Regions from separate parts of the Mus musculus genome. Here regions 1, 3 and 4 are each linked to region 2. Evidence: chromatin contacts called from public HiChIP or PLAC-seq data. All regions are on one chromosome and are shown on one strand. Each heading gives the region's core, a stretch centred on a gene start, on an enhancer-like site or on the middle of the called end of the contact. The rest is flanking DNA. Distances are from core to core; before and after follow the strand shown.

Evidence for each region. HiChIP or PLAC-seq counts read pairs in DNA pulled down with a chosen protein or histone mark.
Region 1: an H3K4me3 HiChIP or PLAC-seq map of embryonic stem cells shows a contact between it and region 2, with 9 times the contacts expected there. The contact joins the enhancer-like site here to the promoter of Ascl1 in region 2. A contact is called at or near these places in 3 of 39 promoter capture datasets (embryonic stem cells, hippocampal neurons and liver), 2 of 15 datasets of contacts at CTCF or cohesin (hippocampal excitatory neurons and stem cell-derived epiblast-like cells), 11 of 484 Hi-C or Micro-C datasets (the AML12 cell line, LSK cells, the N1E-115 cell line and 6 more), 10 of 115 datasets of contacts at active chromatin or transcription factors (SST interneurons, embryonic basal ganglia, embryonic forebrain and 6 more) and 3 of 9 other capture datasets (embryonic stem cells, embryonic tail and embryonic trunk).
Region 3: an H3K4me3 HiChIP or PLAC-seq map of stem cell-derived neural progenitor cells shows a contact between it and region 2, with 6 times the contacts expected there. The contact joins the promoter of Dram1 here to the promoter of Ascl1 in region 2. A contact is called at or near these places in 5 of 115 datasets of contacts at active chromatin or transcription factors (embryonic limb bud, embryonic stem cells, forebrain and 1 more).
Region 4: an H3K4me3 HiChIP or PLAC-seq map of craniofacial prominence shows a contact between it and region 2, with 7 times the contacts expected there. The contact joins the enhancer-like site here to the promoter of Ascl1 in region 2. A contact is called at or near these places in 1 of 39 promoter capture datasets (embryonic stem cells), 1 of 484 Hi-C or Micro-C datasets (the AML12 cell line), 6 of 115 datasets of contacts at active chromatin or transcription factors (VIP interneurons, craniofacial prominence, embryonic basal ganglia and 3 more) and 1 of 9 other capture datasets (embryonic trunk).

Annotation. Positions count from the first base shown.
Region 1 is chr10:88,326,094-88,329,205 of GRCm38.p6, reverse strand. It overlaps Dram1 (DNA-damage regulated autophagy modulator 1), which reads left to right. Exons shown (of 7, transcript NM_027878.2): 5 at 65-123. Among named protein-coding and RNA genes, the nearest start is that of Gm51779, 9.2 kb to the left of the region's middle. Within about 2 kb of position 1,840, at least 25 of the 459 cell types and tissues checked have an H3K27ac peak or open chromatin away from gene starts, as enhancers often do. A contact at or near this core is called in hippocampal neurons, where this site is marked.
Region 2 is chr10:87,491,890-87,495,107 of GRCm38.p6, reverse strand. Ascl1 (achaete-scute family bHLH transcription factor 1) reads left to right here and starts at 1,448. Exons shown (of 2, transcript NM_008553.5): 1 at 1,448-2,755; 2 at 3,117-3,218. The coding sequence starts at 2,020. The coding sequence ends at 2,715.
Region 3 is chr10:88,355,523-88,358,692 of GRCm38.p6, reverse strand. It overlaps Dram1 (DNA-damage regulated autophagy modulator 1), which reads left to right and starts at 1,618. Exons shown (of 7, transcript NM_027878.2): 1 at 1,618-1,901. The coding sequence starts at 1,771.
Region 4 is chr10:88,301,019-88,304,305 of GRCm38.p6, reverse strand. It overlaps a transcript of Washc3 not described here. Among named protein-coding and RNA genes, the nearest start is that of Gm51779, 34 kb to the left of the region's middle. Within about 2 kb of position 1,760, at least 39 of the 459 cell types and tissues checked have an H3K27ac peak or open chromatin away from gene starts, as enhancers often do. A contact at or near this core is called in craniofacial prominence, where this site is marked.

The sequences.
Region 1 (3,112 bases), core at 591-3,090, 830 kb before region 2:
AGAGTCATTTTAATAATTACAAAGACTGATTATTTCCTTAACGTGCTCCTCTTTTATTTAAAAGTGATTGCCTGTGCTTCACTCATTTCTATAACCAAGCTGGAATGGAATCCAAAAGAAAAGGTAACTGTTTAGCCTCAGTAGAGTTACTGATCCTGAGTCTGTGAGACTGTGGCTGGCAAGTCCTAAGAAGGATCACTGGCCTTTCCTAGAATGGGAGGGAAAGTGTGGACTCATTGTGATATGGACTCAGCTTACTGCTGTAGTGTGTGTTGTGTGTGTGTTGTGTGTGTGTGATAATTAGCTCCAAAAGGCAGCAGGGAAGCAAAGTTACAGGTGCAATTGGCCATTATTAGCATTTCATGAATCCAAGGCAGCTGCTGTTCTACACACTAGCACTCCAGAGCTACACACACACACACACACACACACACACACACACACACAGTGAGGGACATGATCAAGACAGTTGTGCAATGGCAGGAACATGGGATTTGCTGTTGCTTTGGGTTTTTTTTTTTTTTCCAGACAGGGCTTCTCTGTGTAGCGCTGGCTATCCTGGAACTCACTGTATAAGCCAGGTTGACCTTGAACTCACAGCAATCCACCGGCCTCTACCACCTGAGCATGTGTGCCACCACTGCCTGGTGTTTGGGTTCTCTTAAAAGCAAAAGGTCTTTTTTTTTCCCCCTGACTCTTGAATCTCTTGTGTTCAGGGAAACTGGTCAGTTTGGGGAGCCACCTTCTGCCTTAGTATGTGTCAGTGTGGCCAGAGTGGATAGATGATGCTCGGGACACAAGACAGATGAGAGAGAGTAACAGGGGGCTTTTCAAGGGGCAAGAAGAATGTCTTCAACCGAAACAAACAGGAAGACAACTGGGCCAATGGAAGAGCCAGACTGTGCTGGGCTGCTCTCAGACAGTTCTCATGAACTGAGTCTATGGGAATGTCCAGGAGCAAGCACAGCTGTGGGGAAGTGGGTCCCCAAGGAGGCCTGGAGTTCAATGGGCAAACAGTGGCCGTCTTCTGCCAAACATAACACTTTGAAAGTAAGAACGATTATGAATTGAAGTCTGATAGTGTGTTGTAGAACCACAGAAGCAATAGTTAATTCCCACCTCAGGTTAGGGCATGGTATCTATCCCAGAGACCAAGAGAAGGACATTTTTTAAAAAGGGAAATAGTTGTTCTTGGCGGACATAGCTGAGCAGTTCGAGGAACAAGGGTCCTGGATTTAAGCAGAAAGAAAGTGTTTTTTCAAAAAAAAAAAAAGTTTCAGAAAAATGTTGGGTGATAGGCTAACGCTAAGAGGTGAGAGGAAGGGTGTGGGTGCATTGATGGGCAGAGGAACCGTGTGATTAGTGCAGGAGTTTTCAAAAAGCACCCAAGGTTCTCAATGGAAGCCATCAAGACAGCTACGGGGATAATGCTGAAGGAAAGAATTCTCTGGCTAGGATTTCTAAAAGTGTTTTAACTAGCTTGTCAAAAGGTCACAGTGCCCTGCCTGAAGGATGCTCTCTCCTCTGGTCAAGGAGACTGACATGGATAGAGTGAGTCTGGGTGTACTTCAATTCTCAGCCACTAGGTGACAGTGTTTCACCACAAATAAAGTGCAATCCAGGGTTTAGCATGCTGAAAATCCGTTAGCTTCGTCCATTTTCTATCTGAAATTGTAAAAAGGAGCAGGGTAGGGCGGGTGGCTCATGTTTACGATCCCAGAACTCCAAAGGCCAAGGCAGAAGGAGCATGACTTTAGGACCAGCCTGGGCCATGTAGAGAACTTGGCCTTAACAAAAAGAGCATCGAAGTATCTAGTATCTGGTTTTCTCTTTACTGAAGCCCTCCAATGCTGCCTTCTGTTTCCAGTACCAATGGCTGCGGAGAGTAGTAGTTAGGCACTGACCTGAATTCCATGTAGTATATTAAGCTTTCTTTATATTATACCCTTTGTATCAGCATGCCTGAAGGGGAGGGTGAGGATTGTAACTCTTTGCCATTCATATAGCTAATTCTGCATTTATACACAGACTAGAGAAGTTGGGACTCTGATTCCATGCCCTCTGTATCATGTGGCTCAGGCTATCAGGTTTGGCCGCAGGGCCTTAAACATAATGAGCCATCTGCCATGCTTACCCTTACATAGTCTTTGAATATTTGTGTTATGTGTATGTGAGTGTGTGTTGCCTTCATGTAAGCATTCACGCCATGTGCTTGCTTGGTGCTCTCGGTTGGAGGCAGAAGAGGGTTGGGATCCCCTGGAACCGGAGGTGCAGACACTCGTGAGCCACTATGTGGGTCCTGGGAAACAAGCCCTGTCCTCTGCAAGGGCAGAAGGTGCTCTTAACCTCTGAACTGGCTCTATTGCTCCTTTTTGTAAGCCATCTTCATTGTCCAGGAATGATCTGGGTGGGGTAGGGTATGACTGCTGCTGGCACCAACAATTAGTGGGCGCTGGTCTCTGTCCTTGATCGGACTGGCCGTGCTCTCCTCAGTTGTGACCCTGGGTGAGAACAATAGTTGGAGGTGAACATCTGTAGAGCAGAGTCTGACGTCATCCATTAAATCTGTGGACGAGCAGAAGGTCGAAGAAAAGGGCCATCGTCCTAGAACTGACTTGTTTACTTGACAGCACGGGCCTCAGACCAAGTGTCTACAGACTAGGCATATAAGCAGATCAGAATGCAGATGAGGGTAAAGAAATACTTAGAGAGTGCTTTTAAGTAAATTATAGTGTTTTAAAAAGCAGATGAACATACATACGTACATACATACATATATACATGCATGCACACATGCAGAAAAGGAGATGGGAGGGAAGGGGACACACACACACACAGACAGACAGGTAGACAGACAGAGGGATACTCATGCATATATGGGGGCCTTTTTTACTTCTGAAACAGCATTGACATATTATTTTCCTATTTTGTGAAGATGAAGTATGTCGGCTAGAAGTGTAGTTCAGTGCTAGAACACTTTCCTCGCTTATGCAAGGCCCTGGGTTCAATCCCCAACGCCACGGAAATAAATAAATAAATAAATAAATAAATAAATAAATAAATTTCAAATTAAATAAAATCAAGAGAAATGGAATCAGCTGATAAAACATGG
Region 2 (3,218 bases), core at 199-2,698:
ATCAGACCTGGTGACTTCTGGACAAAACTACCAGAAGAGTGCCCTCCGCCTAGTTCTGCCTGTGTAGACCCGACCAGAGACTACCCCAGGGTGCACCAGAGCAGTCTGAGACCTTTGCCTGCAGTGCTTTGCTTTTCTAAGCTGGACTGGGTTCGGACAGAGTGCCAGCCTGAGGGCCCGGGAATGCGCCTGGGCAGGCACTGTCCCAGCAGCCCGGTGACCGCTGCAGGCACCTCCCCTTCTCTCGCGGTGCCAGCACACGGCCTCAGCGGGCTCCGCTCCCAGTCGCCTGCCACCGGTCCGCCAGGCACACGCCTGGGGCGGGATAGAGGCTGCGCCAAGGCCTCCAAGGCGCCTGAGACAGGGAGGGACAAGGAGGGAAGACTTTCAGTTAGCTCAAATCCAGTCACTCTTTATTCCACACAGCCCACAGCTTCTTTCTCCAGAAGATCTGAAATATCCCAGAATGCCCTCCTTTCCCATAGCGTCTAGCAAGCATCTTTCAGAGGAGTGGCGGCTGTTATAGAGGGCCAGAAACAGATAACCCTGAGTGCCTTCCTGCATACACTTCCCCACACCACTGTGTCTCACAAAAGCTAGCCTCCAACTTATTCTCCTGCCTCAGCTTCTTAGGGAACTGTCAACCTATCCTGTTCATGACTCCCTATCCTTCCCACCCTTAGCGAGTTGTGCCCAGCACATCCAATCCTTGAAGCTGAATGGAACAGCAGTGGCAACCCCATATGGCTGCAGAGGGAAAGGCTGCTCAGACAGGGTAGAACTTACTGAGACCACAAAGCTAGTGAGAGGACTCAAGTTCTCATACAGAGAGACCACTAGTGTGCAAACGCTCTCCCCTCCTACCTTCCTAAACCTAATGGCAAACATTTTATTTTTTAGGGTCACAAAGAATCCTCCGGAGTTACTGCGGAGAGAAGAAAGGGGGGAAGCAGAAGCCCAGCCCTCCACTTCCAAGAGTTCCCTTTGCCACTTTTTCTGCCTAAACCCTTCCCTGAATTTTCTTCCAAGTTCTCAGGAGACTCCAAAGACACTTTTCCCTCCAGACTTTCCACCTAGGCACCCCAAGTCCAGGAGTTATTTGCCCCCCCCCTTTTTTAAAAAGGCCCCCATTTCTAGAGCCACCCCCTGGCTCCCGGAGCCACCGCCCCGAGCGCGCGGCCTGTTTATTCAGCCGGGAGTCCGGCACGCGCCGGGCGCACGCACTGCAACAACAAACCAGGCTGAATGGAGAGTTTGCAAGGAGCGGGCGCGGGCAACTGGAGGGGGGGGGGGCGAGAGGGAGGGAGCTGAGGAGGTGGGGGAAGAGGAGGGGTAGTGGGGGCTGCAGCCGCTCGCTGCAGCAGCGGGGAGTGGGGGGCGAGGCGGGGCCAGGGCTGCGCGTGGGGCTGGGTGTCCCATTGAAAAGGCGGCCGCACCGCAGCCGCCCAGCAGTCTCTCACTTCTGGCCAGGGAACGTGGAAGGCGTACCGGCTGGGAGCCGGTTAGGGAGGGCGAATTGGGGGGAACGAGAGAGCAATTAGAAAGAAAGGGGGTTCAACCAAATAATCCCAGAAGCAGGCTCAAGCCCAGGCTGGAGCAAGGGAGAGCGGGCGCAAGAAAGCGCAGCCCCGGAGCAGCTCCACCTGGCAGAGTGCGCTCGGCACTGACTTTTGCGGCTGCTTTCCTTTTCCCTTTCCTCTTTTAAAACCGAGAAGGCGCCGGCGGCGGCCGCACACGCGAGCGCCACGCGAGGCTCCCGAAGCCAACCGCGGCGGGAGGAGGGGAGGGAGGAGGCGGCGCAGAGGGAAGACGATCGCCCAGGCACCTTCCTCCGCTGCAGCCTGACAACTCTGCCTCCTTCTGCGCGTTTCTTCCCCTTTAACTTTCCTCCGGGGCTCGTTTCTCCCCTCTCCTTTTTCTTCGTCCCCCTTTGATCGTGCTTCGCAGCCCCGCTTCCTTCAAGGGCTCTGCGCACCCTGCGTCCCCAACTCGTTCTCCCCCGCGACAGTTTGGCCCGGCATGGAGAGCTCTGGCAAGATGGAGAGTGGAGCCGGCCAGCAGCCGCAGCCCCCGCAGCCCTTCCTGCCTCCCGCAGCCTGCTTCTTTGCGACCGCGGCGGCGGCGGCAGCGGCGGCGGCCGCGGCAGCTCAGAGCGCGCAGCAGCAACAGCCGCAGGCGCCGCCGCAGCAGGCGCCGCAGCTGAGCCCGGTGGCCGACAGCCAGCCCTCAGGGGGCGGTCACAAGTCAGCGGCCAAGCAGGTCAAGCGCCAGCGCTCGTCCTCTCCGGAACTGATGCGCTGCAAACGCCGGCTCAACTTCAGCGGCTTCGGCTACAGCCTGCCACAGCAGCAGCCGGCCGCCGTGGCGCGCCGCAACGAGCGCGAGCGCAACCGGGTCAAGTTGGTCAACCTGGGTTTTGCCACCCTCCGGGAGCATGTCCCCAACGGCGCGGCCAACAAGAAGATGAGCAAGGTGGAGACGCTGCGCTCGGCGGTCGAGTACATCCGCGCGCTGCAGCAGCTGCTGGACGAGCACGACGCGGTGAGCGCTGCCTTTCAGGCGGGCGTCCTGTCGCCCACCATCTCCCCCAACTACTCCAACGACTTGAACTCTATGGCGGGTTCTCCGGTCTCGTCCTACTCCTCCGACGAGGGATCCTACGACCCTCTTAGCCCAGAGGAACAAGAGCTGCTGGACTTTACCAACTGGTTCTGAGGACCTGCCAGGCTCTCCTGGGAATGGACTTTGGAAGCAGGTACGCTTCATGTGGGGATGGGCAGAGCCTTTCTTGACTAGGTCCCTTTTTCTTTTTCGGTGTGGAGGGGGGAGTTCACGGAAGGTAGGGGCTGTCTCCAGGAACCCAGGGGTGAGAGGAGGTTACTATGTTGTTAGTTTGTCCATCTCAAGTGCTAGTGTGTTAACTTCAGTCTTGGCCCCTGAGAGTGGCTTTGCCCAAGTTTCCAAGAGCAGAAGGTCGAGGTGAGGCATAGAGACCCTGCGTATTGAGTCCTGGGACTTTGTCCAAAGAGATGTTTTACCTGACAGATTCTCCAAGCCTGAATAGCTTCTACCACACCCCTTCAAGTTCACACTAACCTCTCTTGTTTCTGTTACAGGATGGCAGCAGATCCTGCATCTTTAGTGTTTCTCGCCAACGACGTCAAATGGGGAGGCAGAAAAACAAGGGGAAAAAAGAAGAAGAAATGAAACAAACAAAC
Region 3 (3,170 bases), core at 369-2,868, 860 kb before region 2:
TGCCTCTTTGCTTTCTGGCACCAGCAGCCTTTGGTTGTCAGTCCCCATACACACTTGCAGTCATTACTGTCCTTGCTGTGACTAATTACCTAAGAAAAGGCTGCTTAAAGGTGGAAGGACTTATTTTGGCTCACAGTTCACAGGAATTCGGCCCACCATGGCAGGCAAGTCACACAGTAGACCAACTTGATCTGAAGCACCGAGGGAGGGAGAAAATGTTCCCCTGGCTTTCTCTTCCTCTCCTTTTTATTCACTCAGAGCCCATGGGATGGTGCTGCTTGCTTGAAGTTAAGCCTTTTTGGGAAATGCCTTCAGAGACACATCCATGGTGTGTTACATTAATATTCTAGGTATCTCCTAATATCATTAAGTTGGCAATTGAAATGAATCATCATTATGCTGGCTTTCCTCAAAATTAGCATATTCATTGTAATTAACAAAAATCCCTTAAGTAGTCTGCATTTGTCTTTGGGTATACAGCTTTACCTTGTATCTTAGTCAGGGTTTGTATTCCTGCACAAACATCATGACCAAGAAGCAGGTTGGGGAGGAAAGGGTTTACTCAGCTTACACTTCCACATTGCTGTTCATCACCAAAGGAAGTCAGGACAGGAACTCACAATCCCTGTAGGCTATTCCCTAGCATGGTATGGCACACAAGGCACATTTATGTGGCTGAGATGAACCTGTATTAGGTCATCTATGGCCAAAAGTGGGCTCAGAATTCCCAAACTATAGCTCAGACCCGCAGAGCTGGCCAGTGCTTCAGGAACACCAATTGGTTTGGTTTAGGTGGTGTCTGGCTGGGTGGATCTGAAATGGATCAAGTCATCTTGTCTTGCTGCTAGGAAATAAATACTCCAAGTAGAATTGGTGGGAACAGATATATACTCCAAGTAGCTTTTGGTGGGTGGGCCAGGGCTGGATCCAACCCTTTCTGTCACTTGCCTGAATTAGATCCTTTGTCCATTCTAGGCAAGTGCTCTACCATTGGGCTAAATTTCCAGCTCTTTAGAGGGCGGCTCACTAAGCTGCGAATTCAGACCTTGAACTTGTGATCCTCCTGCTTCAGCCTCCTTAGTAGCCAGGCAGCAGGGATGACAGACTTGTGCTATCAGGCCTGGTTACTATGCGATTTGGCTTTCCCGCTGCTTATCACAAAGGTGTATGTGACGTCCATGCCCAGTGGCCCAAACACCACTGAGCCCCTTTGCCTGAACCCCAGAACCCATAGCGGGACCCGATGGGGTGCGCATCACTGGTGGCCAAGGCTCTGGAAGGAAGCTCAGTGGGTGCTGGAGAGAGAGGCTCAGAGGAAAAACCCCCAAGGGAAGGAGGAGCTGGGAATCCAGCCAGTTTGGCGGGACTTGCCCAAGAGCTGGCCAGCCTCGCGGGGTCCCGCGTCTCCCGCCGCACCCACCCGTCGCTGTATCAAGCAAAAGCGAAAGGAAGCCGAGCGGTCCCGCGTGGCGTGGCGTGGGCGGGGAGGTGGCTGCGCGCTCTAGCTCCGCGGGACCAGGCTGCCGCTTTGTGACTTCACCGGTTTCGCAACAAGCCAGGACCGCCCGCGCCCCACCCACCCGGCTGCCCGTCCGCCCTCCGCCCTCGGGTCTCTGAGCGCTTCCCTCCCTCCGGGGCTGGGCCTGTCCCGGCCGTCCCGGAGTCTCTGTCCCGCCGCGCCGTTAGCTGTCTGTGTCTTGGCCACCGCCTCCAGGCAGTCCGCAGCAAGCCAGCTTCTTGGTCCGACGAGCTCAGCGCCCTCTCACCGCGATGCTGTGCTTCCTCAGGGGAATGGCTTTCGTCCCCTTCCTCCTGGTGACTTGGTCGTCCGCAGCCTTCATCATCTCCTACGTGGTCGCGGTGCTCTCTGGGCACGTCAACCCCTTTCTCCCCTATATCAGGTGAGGGGCAAGAGGAGCGTGAGGGAGGGACCAGGTGAGCTGAGAGGGAGGGAAGGCGTGCAAGCCAGGCATGGGTAGTGGAAATTCTTGAGGTAGTGGAAAGGTGTGACAAGATAATCTCTGGGATCCCCGGGCAAGTTTAGAGAGTCAGGAAGCACGTGTGGGTTCTGCCTTTAATGAGAAACAGTGCTCAGAGCCGCGCATCAAGCAGACAGCTAGACAGCTGGTGGCACCTTTAGACCTGGGGTATGGGATAAAATCTTGGGGAGAGCCTTCTTTGGTGACACTCAGACAAGGAGAGTTCCTAAGATACCATTTATTGTAAGTAGATCCAGGCATGTGGCAAACCGCTCACTTATTTCTCTTCCCAACAACTCCTGGCTCCTCCCCTCCCTCCCTCTCCCCCTCTCTGTCTCTGAGACTGGATCTCCCTATGTAGCCCAGGTTGGCCTGAAGTCTAGGGTGGTATACACAAGTCTACCTTCTTCTGCTTCTCTAGTGCTGGGATTTAAAAGTCTTCACCACCACAGGGGGCTCATTTCTAACAGCTAAAATTTCTTTTCCATGAAAGAAAATGGAGGTTTAAACTGGTGGAGATACACCAGTAGGTCATTGGCGTAAAAGCAACCCTGGACCCCTTGTGCCAACAGCAGCACCTTTAGGATGGACCTGCCTCATACTCCTCTGGACCTGGTGCCTCTAAAGTCAGAGTCCTCAAGTTGTCAAAACCTGTGAAGTTTCTTGCCCTTATTTATTACTTTGTTTCCTACTTAGTCTCCGTCTTTCCTGAGGGTCCTTTATCCACAGCTGGGACAACAGCTTGATCCTCCTTTTTTGTTTATTAGATATTTTCTTCATTTACATTTCAAACCCTATCCCCAAAGTCCCCTATACCCTCCCCCCACCCTGCTCCCCAACCCACCCACTCCTGCTGCTTAGCCCTGGCATTCCCCTGTACTGGGGCATATGATCTTCAAAAGAAAGGCCCTCTCCTCCCATTGATGGCCGACTAGGTCATCCTCTGCTACATATACAACTAGAGACACGGCTCTGGTAGGGGAGGTACTGATTAGTTCATATTGTTGTTCCACCTATAGGGTTGCAGACCCATTCAGCTCCTTGGGTTCTTCTCTAGCTCCTTCATTAGGGGCCCTGTGTTCCATCAAATAGGTGACTGTGAGCATCCACTTCTGTATTTGCCAGGTACTGGCATAGCCTCACAACAGCTTGATCCTCTTTAACATTTCCATGTTAAATGACGGGTATCTG
Region 4 (3,287 bases), core at 511-3,010, 810 kb before region 2:
AAAAGAAATCTTTTGCCCTTATCCTCAGAGATCAGGTGGGGGGTGGAATCCCATAAAGCAAGACTTTTCATCTACATATCAGTGGCTTGTGCTCACTTTGAGCCAGCTGTGGTTGACCATGGAAGGCCTTATTTTTTTCTTTATAAATTCTTTTATTATAAATTAAAAAGGAGGGCGCAGGGTGTGGTATGCACGACTCTAAACCTGGCAGTCAGAAGGCTAAGGCAGGAAGATGGGGAATTCAAGTCTAGCCTGGGCTACATATTGCTATCCATACAGGGGAGAGACAGATGTCTTTAGAATATACATTTGTTTAAATTAAAAAAAACCCTTAATGTTCTATAACTTTGCTGCTTTTAATGATCTGGCAGGCTATAAGGGGCTTTGGTGCAAAATGGACATACATATCTTTTTATCATCTTTGTCATGTGGCACATATTAATGAAGGCAGCCCAACTTAAACACAATTAACTCATGGAGTGACTTTCCCCCTTTTGGGTGCTAGGGACTTAACTCAGGGTCTTGTGTATACAGGCAAAGTCTCTACCACTGAGTTAACATTCAAGTCCTTCGGAAATACTTAGCAGGCTATTGGTTTCTTTCTGTGTATGTCCTGTCTTCCCAACCAATACTCCCTGAATGTAAGGGTTCCATTTAGGAAGACTCCTTCACAAAAGCCTTTTAAAAGCTTGCCCTCAGAAGAAAGTATAAATGGGAATTGGACGGTAGCCCACAGGCAGAGGCAGAGGCTATGTTCCCACAGAGATAGTCTGTACATGGCTGGTTCAGAGAACTTTTGAGTTTAGAGGATTTTCAACATTCAGTTAACAGCATCATTTCTTTGTATATAGAAAGTGACCAAGGCTCTCAAGTGAGGCTGCTCAGTACCAGCCCTTCCAGTGCTCGAGGTTCTGACTCCTGTTCTTAAACAGGGTGCAACCTCCCAGTACTACAATCGACCTAGTCCTGGGTGTTCCAGAGATTCCAGATGTTAATCTTCACCAGCAGCGAGGGGTGTGAAGCATCACATCACACCCACCAGGGCTCCACTACCCTGTGAAACAACTTGTTTGGACAATTTCATCTTTGTCCGAATGGGAGCAGAAGAGGAAGCCGACGCGGAACACCGAGCTCAGTTGAGGATCTCTGACCAGTCACTACCCCGCTCCTCTCGCAGGGATGCTGGGAAGAACTTGGACGTGACAGAGGAGACAGTTTACACTCTTGGAAAGTTACTGGTGCCTTAGAATTCCAGGAAGTGCTGAATCATAGAGTCACAGACTAGGAAAAGCTTCATAAGAAAAAGATGAAATGAGTATCCGCCGAACACCTTCCATAAAGTGGGGTATATTTTACTTCAACCTCAGTCGCTCCGCTCTGGGTGAGGAAACCGAGAACCACAGTGGAGTAGAAACTTGGCCCCAGTTACTGAACCCGTAAGCTCAGATTTGGACTAGGTTGTCAAATGATGGAGTCATTGCTGGGAACTATTATTATATCAAGGGGTCCTATTTTCACTTTCTGGTTCCAACCGCAGGTAACACAGCACACACTTGTGCGCGATGCCCTCGTCTTTCTTCAGAGCCTTCACTAATAGCAAAGTTCTCAAAGTCACTTGTGAATGTCAAGTTCTCCCTAGGATCTAACTGCAGTCCCTTCAGAGGCACTGCCCTCAGGGGACACGGAAAATGGCTGTAACAGTCCCAGCAGCAGCTTCCCTGACTGGGTTCCAAATTGCTTCTGTTAAAAGAATTGCCAATTCAAAACACATGCGCTGTCTTCAAGCTGGGCCCCACCCCAGATGCTAGGCTTGTTTGAGCCCCTTTCAGGCTTAGCCTGGATACCAGTCCCAATCAAGCCTGGGGACCTAGACAGACAGCAATCAAGATGGAGAAAGGCTCCTCTTCCCCTCTCACACTCCAGCCAAGCCTCAGCTGGGTCTGCTTTCTAAAGCATTTTCTAGGACTAACATTTTATGTAAACACACGAAGGGCCTCATCCTGCCAGGGCTTTGCCAGGAATGAGAAAACACCATTTCTTACGTAGAGACTTGCACATTTTCTATGTCTCTTTCCTAATAGAAAAATCTAGTCCTTTAGAACAAATGCGCACACGGATGACAGGACGTAAGGAGATACAGCCAATGGTGCAGTGGTTTGCATGGAAGAACAAATGAAAGCTTGTGGCAAATGTAGGGGACTTGGAAGCCAAAGATCTGTGTTTAAATATCAACAATGTCTCCTAGCAACTGTGTAATCCTTGGCTTGACTTCCCTGAGTATCAATTTTCTCCTCCATGAAATAAAAGTAATAATACCTAACTCTCCAGGCATGGTGGTATGTGCCTGTAAGCCTAATGCTTGAGAGGCAGAAGGATTATGAGTTCATGTTCTGGGCTACATAGCATGTTCCCAGCCAGCCTGAACTGTATAATAGGACTCGGCTTCAAAGCAGCAACAATAATAATGCTTAACTAATCAGGTAAAGTTACTAAATGCTACATAAAAAATTGCATTTATTTACTGGTAACAAGGGAATAAACCTATGGCCCTGTCCTGGTTTGCTTTCTATGGCTGTGTAAAGGCCTGGTCAAAACCAATTTGGGTAGGAAAGGTATATTTCAGCTTATGTGTCCTGACACTAGGGAACTCGGCGTAGAAAACCCAGGAAGGGGCCTGGAGGCAGGAACTGTAGCAGAAGCCATATCTCCCCCCCACACCCCAGGACTTGCTTAGCCTGCATCTTTTGTTTGTTTGTTTGTCTGTTTCAAGACAGGGTTTCTCTGCATAGCCTGAATGTCATGAAACTAGCTCTGTAGAGCGGGCTGGTCTCAAACTCATAGAGATCCACCTGTCTCTGCCTCCGGAGTACTAGGAGGGCTCGTGAGTCACCACCTGGTCTAGCCTGTACTCTTATATAACCTAGGACACACCTGCCCAGAGGTAGCACCTCTCACAGTGATTCATTTCAGTCATCCATCAAAGATGTGCCCCAAAGGCTTGTCCACTGGCCAATCGGATGGAGGAACTTTCTTAACCGAGATCCCCCCTCTCCTCAGATGCTTCTAGCCTATGTCAAGTTGACAAAAAGACCAACCAGTACAGCCCTTGTGCATGCTGAGCACATGCTCTGGCACTAAGTTATATCTCCAGCTCAATTTTTTAAAGGATATTACTATTATAACTATCGCTATTACTGGAGCAGTTTAAAAAAAGTATCAGACTTTGGAGAATAGCCTTTTATCTTGCACCATTGGGGAATATCTTTATATATTAAATAAATGCTGTT